Linked DNA regions of Sus scrofa: all the other regions are linked to region 4. The links are chromatin contacts, called in public Hi-C, HiChIP or PLAC-seq and promoter capture Hi-C maps. All regions are on one chromosome and are shown on one strand. The core of a region is the stretch at or near the end of the contact, and the rest is flanking DNA. Distances in the headings are between cores, read along the strand shown.

Region 1 (2,700 bases), core at 120-2,619, 1.1 Mb after region 4:
GTAGAGGTGGGAGAAGAGAGGGGGGAGCTGAAGGGGGCAGATTGCGCAGGGCCTTGTGGGCTGCAGGTAGGACTTCGCTTTTACTCTGAGGAAGGTGGGAGCCAAAGAGGGATCTAGGCAGAAGAGGGACATGGCCTGACTCAGGCATTCATAGGCGTCCTAGGGCTTTATGGGGACGGAGGGAGGCTCTGTGTGAGAGGAGGCGACTGCACTGGTCCAGGTGAACAACAATGAGGACCGAACCTTTAGAGACGGTGTAAGTGTGAGAAGTGGTTGGATTCTAGTTGGTATAATTTCTCCTCCTCCTCTGTTAACCATTACCACCACCCAGTCTCAAAGAGTCGCCCAAGGTAAGAAGGGAAAGAGAAAACATCGCGCCCGGATCTCTGGGACAATGCGAACCAAGCACAGCTTCGAGTAACCAAGGTACCAGCAGCCCTCCGTGCTCCTGCGTGTCCCAGGAGGACACCCATGCTGAGGCGCCGCCAGGGAGCGCTCCCCGCCCCGCGCCCCAGGGATCGTGACTTGGCTCCGTCAACCGGGTCTGAAAGGGAGTGCAGGGTCGGCCAGAAGCCAAGCTGCACGCTCCAGGTACTCCAGGAGACCCTAGCGAAGCTCCTCAACGGTCTCCACCCTCTGCCTCCGCTGGGGCTCGAATGTGCTTTGTGGAGAGCCACCTGCATGCAGAAGCCCCAGAGAGGCTGGTCCCCATTTTACAACAGGGAGAAGTGAGGCTCAGCGGCCGGAGGGCCCACAAGTCAGTGACGGAGTTAGGGTTCAATTCTCTTTTCATAACAAAGGCAAAATATTAAAATCACAGCAGCTAACCTTTCTTAACCACCTACTGTGCTCCCAGCACTTGGCATGTACTGTCTTAATGCTATCGACATCTAAGGAATGGGTAGCTAAATCCTTCCCGTTTCACAAACGTTGCTCTCAGGGTTTTCGGACTCCCCCAAGGCACTGGGCACTGGGATTCGGAGCTAGGTCTGCCCAAATCTTGTCTTCAGCCCTATGGGGAAGCTCCAATGCCCTTGAATGTCCAGTCCAAGAGGCCTGAACTTGCAACACAGAGGGGGATAAATTGTTTTTGTTTTTTGAGAGGCCCAGAGAGGCCCAAAGGCCTCCACCGCTCCCCGCTTTAACGTGGCTCACTCTTTTCTTAGGTTTCCCCCGCGCTCAAATGGGGGATCGGTGGGCAGCGAGAGGATCCAGAAAGGGGAAAAAGCGGGGGAAGCAGACAAAGTACTTTCGGCAGATGAGGGGAGGTGTCCGGCAGGCAGGACCCCGCAGCCCCAGGGGCCGCCGGGAGCCGCACCCCCTCGGCCCCGCCCCCTCCCCGGGCGCCGACCTCCGCGGTCACGTGACCCGGCCCGGCGGCCGCTGGGGCCGGAGGGCGCGGCGCGCGGACGCGGCGGCCTGGCCAGGCGGGGCCCGAGCAAAGCAGGCCTGAGCCGGCTGTGCGCCGGGGGGTCGCGCCGCGCCCGCCCCCTCCCCGCCCCGCGCGGGGCGCACGCGCGCTCCTCTCACCGCCCCTCCCTCCGCGCGGGGACCCCTGGCGGGTGGCGCGTGGACATGGCCAGCGACGCTGTGCAGGTAGGCGCACCTGCGACCGCAGCCGCCTGGCGGCCAGCGGGCACTAGGGACCCCCGACCGCACGCTCCCGGGGCCCCCGGGATGGGGCAGTAAGGGCGGCCTCCCTCCCCCTCACCTCGCCCCCGAGCGCTGGGCGCTTTCTCCCTGGGCCGGCACGGTGGGGCTCCCACAGTCTCCTCCGCAGGTGGAGGTCCTCACAGAGGGGGCAGCGGGGAGGTCCCACAGCATCCTCAAGCTCCTCCCTTCCCCGAGAATTAGAGGGGGCGCGGCAGAGGCTCCATTTCGGGTGTCTGTGGCCGGCTGTGCATCCTGGTGCCTGGTGCCCCCTGCCACTTGTTCTCCCTCCTCAGCGTTCGGTTCCAGACAGGTGCCGCTCCACCTGGGCAGGTGTCTGGCATTGTGCCCCTGGAGAGGAGGAGGCTGCCCGGCCCATTCCCCTCCCCTACACAACAAAGCTCCAGTGGCCCCAGCTTCCAGACAGAGCTTTATGATGGTCCCGACGCCACCCAGATTGGCACCTGTTGGCGGAAGTGCCTGGGTCGCCTCATTAGATCGCAGAATGGGGAACTCACCCAGCCAGCCTTCTGGCTGCCAGGTGGAACCTTATCCCAGGTGGGGAATGTCCAGGTCCAGACTGGGGATTTTCTTATACCTGGAATCTGACCTGAGCATGGGTGGCAGGGTTGGATCACCCCTGCAAACACACAAATATACAGACACAGAGGCACAGGTGACCAGCACCAACCTGCTGCCCCAGCCAGCTTCTCCTTGTGCCACCTTGTGGACATCACAGCCCTGGACTCACCTTCTCCATCTTTAACAATCAGGGCCAGGGTGACTTCTGACCTTCTTTGGTTCAGTGACCCAAATCTGAGACGTCTTCTACCTCTGGTGCTCCTATTAGTGCCTCAACATCCCTCCATCGTCCTGTGGTTGCTGTGTAACTGGGTTCTCGTCTCCTTCTGCACCTGCCCCCATATCCCTCCGTGTCTCTCCCCCCATGACCCCCTGTGCCCCCACCCCAGTCCTGCTGATGGCCTGCCAGCCTTGCCGAGGAGCTGGGCGTATCTGGTGTTGCAGATCACACAAGGTCAGATCTTGGGG
Region 2 (2,700 bases), core at 171-2,670, 1.2 Mb after region 4:
GTCAGGAAAGAGCAAGGAGGAACTCCAAGCTTTTTCTTCCCACTTGCAGTCTCAAAAACAGAACCACCATCACCCACAGGTAGTTAGTTCACTGTGGCCTGACAGTGGAGACGGGCTCGAGCTCTAAGATGGCCATCTCTTGGGGCCACCACCTAGGTCTTCACATTTGAGTGACCCATCTTTCCTACAATGTTACAAGGAGTACAAAGAACTCAAGACAGCCAATGAAAAAGGTGTGATCCAGGGTCAGTTTTCACCAAATGTTTACTCTGAAATACTTTAGAGCTAGAGACTGTAGGGAGAGTAGAAATGAAGGTGAAACAGCAATCGGAGATTTCAAATTCTCACGCTCTGACACTAAGTGCCACCATTCTTATATATAAAAAGTCATTTCTTTCTTAAGACCAAACCGAGAAACCAATCTGAGTCATCAACAGGCAGCTGGACAACAAGAAAGCTTCTCCTCCCGCTCCCCCGCCTCCCCAAGAGAGCTATCCTGGTGAGGCCGGGCAGAGGCGGGCCCTACTGCTCCTTGCACCTTGACCACCGACTACGTGTCTGGCACGGGGCTAGGTAAGCATTTTACAGGGATTACCTCACTCCACCCTCAAAGACGCCCGGGAGGTCGCTGGGCGCTAATTGGCACTCTCATTTGCAAGCTCACTGCAAGCAGCCTGCGCCCGGCGCTCAGCCAGAGGCCTCGCCCTGCACCCTGGGCTGGCAGAGGCTCTCACCTCGCCCAGGTGAGCCCAGCGCCCGAGGGGCCGCAGCGCCATCATCAAGGCTGCGCACTCTACCCCCTCTCCTTCTGCACCCTCTCCCCCACCGACGGATCGCGGACGTGGGCGGAGACGGGCGGCCCCAGACATACTAGAAGCTTCTGGGCGAGCAGCGCGGCCAGGACTCCTCCTCCCATCGGGAGGCCGCCAATCGAGGGCGGAGGCCTGTTTGGCCAAAAGGCGGGGGCTGCTCGTCCCCCGGTCCCTTAGCGCTACCCCGGGGACGCCGCCGGGGTACCGCAGTGCCTCGATCTCTCCGCCTGTCAAACAGCGGTGGCGCACCCCCAGTTGCGCGCGCGCACACACCTTCCTCCCCGTAGCGGTCGAAGATCTCGCGCTTGCGCGGGTCGCTGAGCACGTCGTAGGCCTCGGCGATCTCCTTGAACTTCTCCTCGGCGCCGGGCTCCTTGTTCTTGTCCGGGTGGTAACGCAGCGCTTGACGGCGGTAGGCTCTCTTGATCTCCTCGTCCGAGGCACCGCGGGCCAGGCCCAGCGTCTGATAATAGTCTTTGCCCATTGCCCCCGCCTGCGGCCTGCCGCCCAGCTGTCGCCGTACCCCGGCTCCGCCACCGCCCCGTCCCGGACTCTATATACCCGTCCGGCGGAAGCTTCCAGAGCCCGCCAGCCCCCTCCAGAACCTTCCGCCCCGCCCCCCACGCGGCTCCGACCAATCGTCGCTGCCCAGGTTGCGACGCGCGACATCCGGGGCGGGGACGCGCCGCCAACGGCTGCCCGCGCGTGGCCACACCCCTTCCCGCTCCGCCCTAGGCAACGCTTCGCCGCAGCGCGGGCACTGGGCGTCTGAGGCCCCGCCCACTCTCTGAGGGAACCAATAGCGACCTTGCTTCAGTGCTTCCGGGGACCGGGCCTGCCGCGTACTCCGCCCCTGCCTGGGTCAACAGGTTAAAGTGCGGGTGCTTCGATGTTCCAGTCTTGGCTCAGTGGTTAACGAATCTGACTAGGATCCCTGTCCTCGCTCAGTGGGTTAAGGATCCAGGGATTCCGTGAGCTGTGGTGTAGGTCGCAGACGTGGTTCGGATCCCGCGTTGCTGTGGCTCTGGCGCAGGCTGGCGGCTACAGCTCCGATTGGACCCCCTAGCCTGGAAATCTCCATATGTCTCAGTGCGGCCCTAGAGGAGACAAAAAAAAAAAAAAAAAAAAAAAAAAATGCGGTGCTTCGAGTAGGGCGGGGCTGCGAAAGGCCCCGGGCTGCGAAAGGCCCCGCCCTTCCCCTAGGAGGTGCTTCCTTCCCCCATCTCGCTGGGCGGGAGAATCAGTTTACGCCAGGTGATTCAAGGCTAGTTGCCTAATCGCTCCTTGTCCCAGATACCTGCTTCCATCCGGGAATAAAAATACCCCCCTACCGGTCGTGGCGCAGCGGAATCGCATCCGACTGGGAGACATGAGGTTGTGGATTTGATCGGGTGGAGCCATGTGCCGCGGGTGGGGCCCCAAAAAGCAAAAAAAAAAACCAAAAACAAAAAAAAAAACCCCACTCACCCTCAGTGTTGGGAGCCCCAGAACTGTCCCTCTCCTCACCCATACCGACCCTGTAAAGCGAGCCAAGGACCCTGGACCAAAGCTTACCTCCCTGGAGAGGTCTCCTCAGTCTAACCCCTCAAGCCTTTTGCTTTATTACCATTTTCTCAAGAATACCTCCCACTGAAATTTGGAATTATCTTGTTCCTTGGTTTTCATGCTAAATGTCACCCCCCCCCCAGCCTTTGATCACTATCAGAGCAGGGCCTGACCTCTGTCAGTGCTGAGTCTCAGTGTCAGAACAGTCTGACTCTTCCTAAATATTCCCGGCTATGTTTTTTTATTTGTTTGGCCACAGGCGGCATATAGAAGTTCCCTGGCCAAGGACTGAACCTGCACTCCACGAGTTCCCATCGTGTAACTAGGAACCATGAGGTTGCGG
Region 3 (2,700 bases), core at 84-2,583, 1.1 Mb after region 4:
GATCCCCGTGGATCTGCGATCCCACGGATCCGCGCTAGGGTCCCTCGAGCCGCCGCGATGCGCACCGCCCGCAGGGGACACTCACCTGCATTGCCGCCTCCCAGCGCGCGCCCTGCTTGGCCCTCGGCAAACTCTGGCCCGGGCCTCTCCAGCAGCACAGCCAGGGGGCGGGGCCTGTGCCCGCGTCCGGCCAATCAGGAGCGGCCGCTCGGCGTTCGCGGCCAATCGGCTCCACGCCCCCCGCTCCGGGTGGAACCGAAGGAAACATTCCAGAGGGATCCCTGAGCCTCGCCCGGCTCTTCACGACACCTCCCCCGCGCCACGGAGCATTGGATCTTCCCGCCCCTCCTAAGCCGCGGCGGGCTGTACCACCGCAAGGCTGCGGAGGGGGGAGCTGCGGCTGGGCCCCGGCCAATCTCAGAGAAGGAAGGAGGCCAGTGGCCAATGGAAAGCTGGGACTCCTGGACCACGTGCTGTTCGCTGAGTGTCCGGGTGGGGTGCTGTGGCTGGTAAGAAGCTGGGGGCTAGTCTTGGGAGTCAGGAGACCGAGACTGAGTTTCGCAGAGAGGATGAAAACTGCCGAAGTCCAGAAAACGGACCCGCTAGGAAATCCGGGAGGGAGCCAAGGGCAGCTTCAGATCCAGTCCTCCGCCCGGCCTGCCCCTGCCCCTGCGTGGCCATCCTCGGGGTGGATAAAAACACGCATTCATTCCGAGCGGGCAGGCGGGAGACTGAGATGAATAGGGAGGGTCCCGAGTGTCCCTGCATCTTGGATGGACAATGGACAAGGGCATTCATTCATTCATCCACTTATCAAATATTTAATGTGCCCCTGGTCCGTGCCAGTCTCTGTCCTATCTCTACAGACACACTGATGAGTAAGCTGAAAGAATGTGCTCCTGGTAGAAGGAACAGCGCGTGCAAAGACTTAGAGGGCGGACAGAAAGATACAGCACGCTTTAGGAGAGTACAGTACTGTAGGAGCTAGCAAAGCAGGGTGAAAGGGCAAGATGCCCTGTTCGCTCGTTGGTTGACCAGCGAATATTTATTGAGCACATACTATGTGCTGGATTACAAAGGGATACCCAGCCAACCCAAGCCTCTGTCCTCAGTTTCTTACATCTGACTGTTCTCCGCCTCCCTACCCCCACCTCCAGCCCCAGACTGGCACAGAGCAGGGTCTCCGTACATATGTGTAGGTAAAAGAACTGGGTAATCTCACCATCTCCAGGTTTGGCTTGTAACCAGGATTTCTCAGGCAGGAGCAGGTCCAAGAAACAAAGATACCAACACAACTTGCCCAGGCCAGGAAGCTCAGTTCCCAGGACAGGTGAGATTCCCTTGTTCCAGGAACAAGCCAGCCACTCAGGCAGCTGGGGCTGGACCGTAGTTCACTGTGTGTTCTGGGAATTGTAGTTCTTGGAGACCTAACTTCTCAACCCTCATTGAACGATTGGCTCTTTGCAGTTCCCTGGATGAGATGCTGAGCGTTCCAGCCCTGCTAGGGCCTGCAGAAGGACAAAGTAAAAAGGGAGCTTGAGCCCTGGACTTAGCTGCTGAGGTCTGCCCAGGCAGCCCCACCCAGCTGGCAAATACCGAGACTGCAGAGGCAACAGGGACAGCTAATGTCCTTCTCTTCCTGTTCTGCTGACCTCTGCCACGCCCACTGAGCGATCAGTTGCCTCTGGCTAGGCCTGTGCCCTCTCTGGGACTGTGTCCACTGCCCTGCTTATGCCTGGCATCTAAGCTGCTTCCTAAACACCTGGAGAGGACAGTATGTGGGCTGTGGGCACAGCAGAGTCCTGAGCGGAATCCACATGATTCTACCTGTTGATGAAGAAGTGCCCAGGGAGGGGTGAGGGCAGGGGCACAGAGCAACACGGGGCATCTCCTTCCTACTTTGTGGGACTTCAAAGTTTCTCCAAGGAAATAAAATTCAAAAAGCCTCCAGCCAAGATAAGAATTACCAAACCCTTATCATCCCACCTGTCTCACTGTAACTGTTACAATGTTCGTAAGGACCTCCCCACCCCAGCAACTTGGCCTACTTCTTGCTCCCTACTAGGAAAGGTATGTGGCCCACTCCTCACCTCTTCCCCTTGATCAACCTGGCCTACTCCTTCCTGCCCCCCACTAGAAAAGGTATGTAGCCCACTCCTTACCCCACCCCTTTAGGGGCAACATATGGCCCCAAACTACCAGCAGGTGTATCCAAAGACCCTGTCTTTCCCCAACCAACCAGCAAGTGTATCAGAAGACCTCATTCTTCTCCAACCAATCACTAGGTCCTCAGGTGTATGGCAAGACCGCTTCTTTGTCTTTGGGCTATAAAAACAGACACAACCATGCCCCCAGGGTCTGCTCTCCCTGAATATCAGGAAGTCGACCTGATGTGTTAACAGTGTCTCTTGCTTCAATATACTTGTCTTTTCTACACCTTGCTTTAAATTTAGAAAATTACTTTTCCACCCACGTGCAGAGACCACAACATACTTGATTTTATAGCTCAAGAAGCTAGGAGGCTCAGTGGGTGAGGAGGTCAGATTTGAGTGCTACCTCTGCCCCTTTTAGGGGGTGGGGGTGGGGAAATAATTCTGGAATGCCAACTAAGACATGAAAAAGCAAATGCTGTGTTTGAAAAAAATCACCATTTTGCAACAAACAGAGGAATGATTGATTCAGGCAATGCTTGTCGATGGA
Region 4 (2,700 bases), core at 153-2,652:
TAACAATAGTCTCCTTCAAATCCGGTCAGATTATGGCTGGGGAAGTGGCTCCTTCAATTAGTAGATCATCTTTATGATGCTCCTGCACCTAGATCCTGTCCTGGAAGATGGTTCCAGCCCAGGGTCAGGTGTGACAGGTTTGGGGAGCAGTATGGGGATGGGTGGTCTCTCCACCTTCCCGCGGGGCCAGGGTGAACTGCAGGCATTCTGTGACGAGTTCTGTTTGATTTACCCCTCCTCTTTTTTTCCTGCGGAGGAGGGAAGCATCCCGGGGCAGGATGGCCCTGGATGGGGGCCCTGGAAATGCTTCTGGAGGGTAGGATCTTTCTGGGTGCGACCTGGGGGTCGTGGGAGGGAGTGTGGTGGGGGCAACTCTGAAGATAGCCTGCAATGAAGTCCTTTGCGCGTGGAGTGGGACCAGGGAATGTCTGGAGAGGGACTCAGGGTGGCCGCCTGTGCGACAGAACCTTTATGTGTGGGGTCTCCGAGAAAGCATTTTTTTTTTATTGGTGGGGGGGACCGTTGCCCGAGTGGGGTCCTGATTCTTGGAGCGGGCTATCTTAAGAAACCCTCAGAAGGTCGCCCCTGTTGTGTGTCAGAGACAGCGCCTGGGCGGGGGATGTCGTTGTGGAGTTTCGTGGGATTGGGAGTGTGGGGGAGCGGGGATGAGGACGTTCTCAGCGAGTAATATATGGCAGGATCGCTGAATGGGAGCGGTTTTGGGAGAAGTCTTTTAGAAGAGAGAATAATTGACCCCCCCATGTGTCAGAGTTGGAGATGGGGGACCTGAGCGTGATCCAGAGGTGCAAAGGAGGATCACTTTAAGGGGAGGGGCAGGATCTCCATGGAGGGGACCAGAATGAGAGTCCTCAGGGAGTAGCTGCTTGAGTTGGCAAGGTCTTTGTGTAGATCTCTGGGATACGGCGTCAGAGTGAACAGTGAGGTAGCCCCTACACGCCAGCAGGGGCTTTTCTGGAGGGGCGTCACATCTTCCCGGTCTCCGGAGGGAAGGAAGCGAAACTTTCTCCTTCCTCTCTGTGGGCCGGGCTGAACGCCGCTCCGGAAACCGGGGGCTCCAGCCAGCCCTAGCTGCCGGGAGAGAAAGAGCGGAGGGGGCGTGTCCGGAGGCTAAGGCACCACCCCCGCCCGGAAGAAGCCCGTGGCTGTCCCGTATCGAGATCCGGGTTCCTGTCCTTATATGGGCAGCCGGAAGCGGCTCACGCGCACGCTCTACGTCATTACTTCCAAATTTAGTGGTGGAAGTCTAGCAGATCTCTTGGCGGGAAGGCTCGCGCAAGAGTTGGGGGCGGTGGAGCCTTCCCTTAAAGGGCCCGCACCACGAATGAATGGAACTATTCGAACCGTATTGCTTTTTTTTTTTTTTTTTTTTTTTCCTGAGTAACTGGAATTAGGTTTCCTTGGAACTGTAGTGCGAAGCGGAAGGTGGGGCGGCTGTTTTCTATCTGCTCTATTTCTGAGTTGTTCAGTTTTCAGCTTCTACCCCAACTCCGCCTCCTGGGGAGCAGAGGCGGAGCACCGCTGCGTCGTTTGGGGGGCCACAGCCACGTGCTCACTCGGGTTGTGTTGCGGCTGGGTACTCCGCCTTACGAGTTCCACGCCCACGGTGGATTTCGTGCCTAGGGAAACAGACGAAGTGGGAGGGTGATTCTTGCGGAGCGCAGAGATGGCAGCCTGGACTGCACTTGTGTCTGCAGACATCCGCCGCCCGTGGAGTGGGCATCTTTGCTCTAAGGCAACGCAACCAGCGTGTCCCGCCTTCTTACCGCTTCCATACGGAGGGGAATGGAGAGGGCTGGAGGCCCAAACGGTCTCGTTTCACCGCAGTAGCCCATTTATTTGTTTAGCAAATATTGGACGAATCACTCTTGTCTAGGTTTCCCCACCTGAAGAAATCAGATATAACTACCCTCCGCGGAGTGGAGGTGAGAGATCAATAACATATTTATGAAAGGAAAGACTTTAGCGCGTGGCACATAGTAAGTGCTTAATAAATGTTGCTAGCATCGTTATTAACAACAAAAAAACGTTAATTAAGAGACTGGTAGATGCTAGGCACTGTTCCCACGGGGGATGTACCGGCTGGAACCCGGGTCTTCCCAGGTGCGAAAGGAAACTTACAAGCTAAGGCCAGCTCGCTGGGCTCTACAGACGCAACCCGTGGGTCGGCCCTGAGCCCCACCTACGGCCCCCCTACACTGGGCCTGCGCAAGGATGCACTGGGGCCACTGAGAAAGGATACCGCCGGGAGAGGTCAGCTTGGACTGGGGAACGCTCACCCTCTACAAGTTCGGGTCCCTTTTCATCTCAGGGTAAATCCCACCCTGTCCCTTTAAGGAGTCTCTAGCCCCGCTGCGCTGCGGAAAGCCCGGATGCGGCTCTCTGATTGGGCGGGGCGTCTCCGTGACATCACACTGGGTACAAAAGGGCCCGGGTGGCGGGCGGCCGGGCAGAGCGTCCTACTAGTCTCTCAGTGTGGGTATCTCCGCAGAGAGAGGCGTGAACGAACGCATAGTCTGGAGTGCACCTGCCACCTCCCCTGCCCAGCCCAGAGTCCCCGCCAAACCTCGGTCCCGCCGTCGAGTCGTCATGGAAGTGCAGAAAGAGGCGCAACGCATTATGACCCTGTCCGTTTGGAAGATGTACCATTCGCGCATGCAGCGCGGTGGCCTACGGTTGCAC

What was found. Promoter capture Hi-C pulls out the DNA fragments that hold promoters and counts their contacts. A called contact is a pair of places that touch in the nucleus more often than the background predicts. HiChIP or PLAC-seq counts read pairs in DNA pulled down with a chosen protein or histone mark.
Region 1: an H3K27ac HiChIP or PLAC-seq map of skeletal muscle shows a contact between it and region 4, with 5 times the contacts expected there. The contact joins the promoter of PKN1 here to the promoter of IER2 in region 4. A contact is called at or near these places in 2 of 5 promoter capture datasets (fetal liver and liver) and 2 of 2 datasets of contacts at active chromatin or transcription factors (alveolar macrophages and skeletal muscle).
Region 2: a contact with region 4 is called in a promoter capture Hi-C map of liver, with 5 times the contacts expected there. The contact joins the promoter of DNAJB1 here to the promoter of IER2 in region 4. A contact is called at or near these places in 2 of 5 promoter capture datasets (fetal liver and liver) and 2 of 47 Hi-C or Micro-C datasets (liver and skeletal muscle).
Region 3: a contact with region 4 is called in a Hi-C map of skeletal muscle, with 3 times the contacts expected there. The contact joins the promoter of GIPC1 here to the promoter of IER2 in region 4. A contact is called at or near these places in 1 of 5 promoter capture datasets (liver) and 2 of 47 Hi-C or Micro-C datasets (skeletal muscle and subcutaneous adipose tissue).

Annotation. Positions count from the first base shown.
Region 1 is chr2:64,823,621-64,826,320 of Sscrofa11.1, reverse strand. PKN1 (serine/threonine-protein kinase N1) reads left to right here and starts at 1,369. Exons shown (of 22, transcript XM_005661233.3): 1 at 1,369-1,596. The coding sequence starts at 1,576.
Region 2 is chr2:64,760,392-64,763,091 of Sscrofa11.1, reverse strand. It overlaps DNAJB1 (DnaJ heat shock protein family (Hsp40) member B1), which reads right to left and starts at 1,420. Exons shown (of 3, transcript NM_001244430.1): 1 at 1,086-1,420. The coding sequence starts at 1,296.
Region 3 is chr2:64,779,080-64,781,779 of Sscrofa11.1, reverse strand. It overlaps GIPC1 (PDZ domain-containing protein GIPC1), which reads right to left and starts at 1,333. Exons shown (of 9, transcript XM_021083696.1): 1 at 1,223-1,333.
Region 4 is chr2:65,911,193-65,913,892 of Sscrofa11.1, reverse strand. IER2 (immediate early response gene 2 protein) reads left to right here and starts at 1,402. Exons shown (of 1, transcript XM_003123342.4): 1 at 1,402-2,700. The coding sequence starts at 2,608.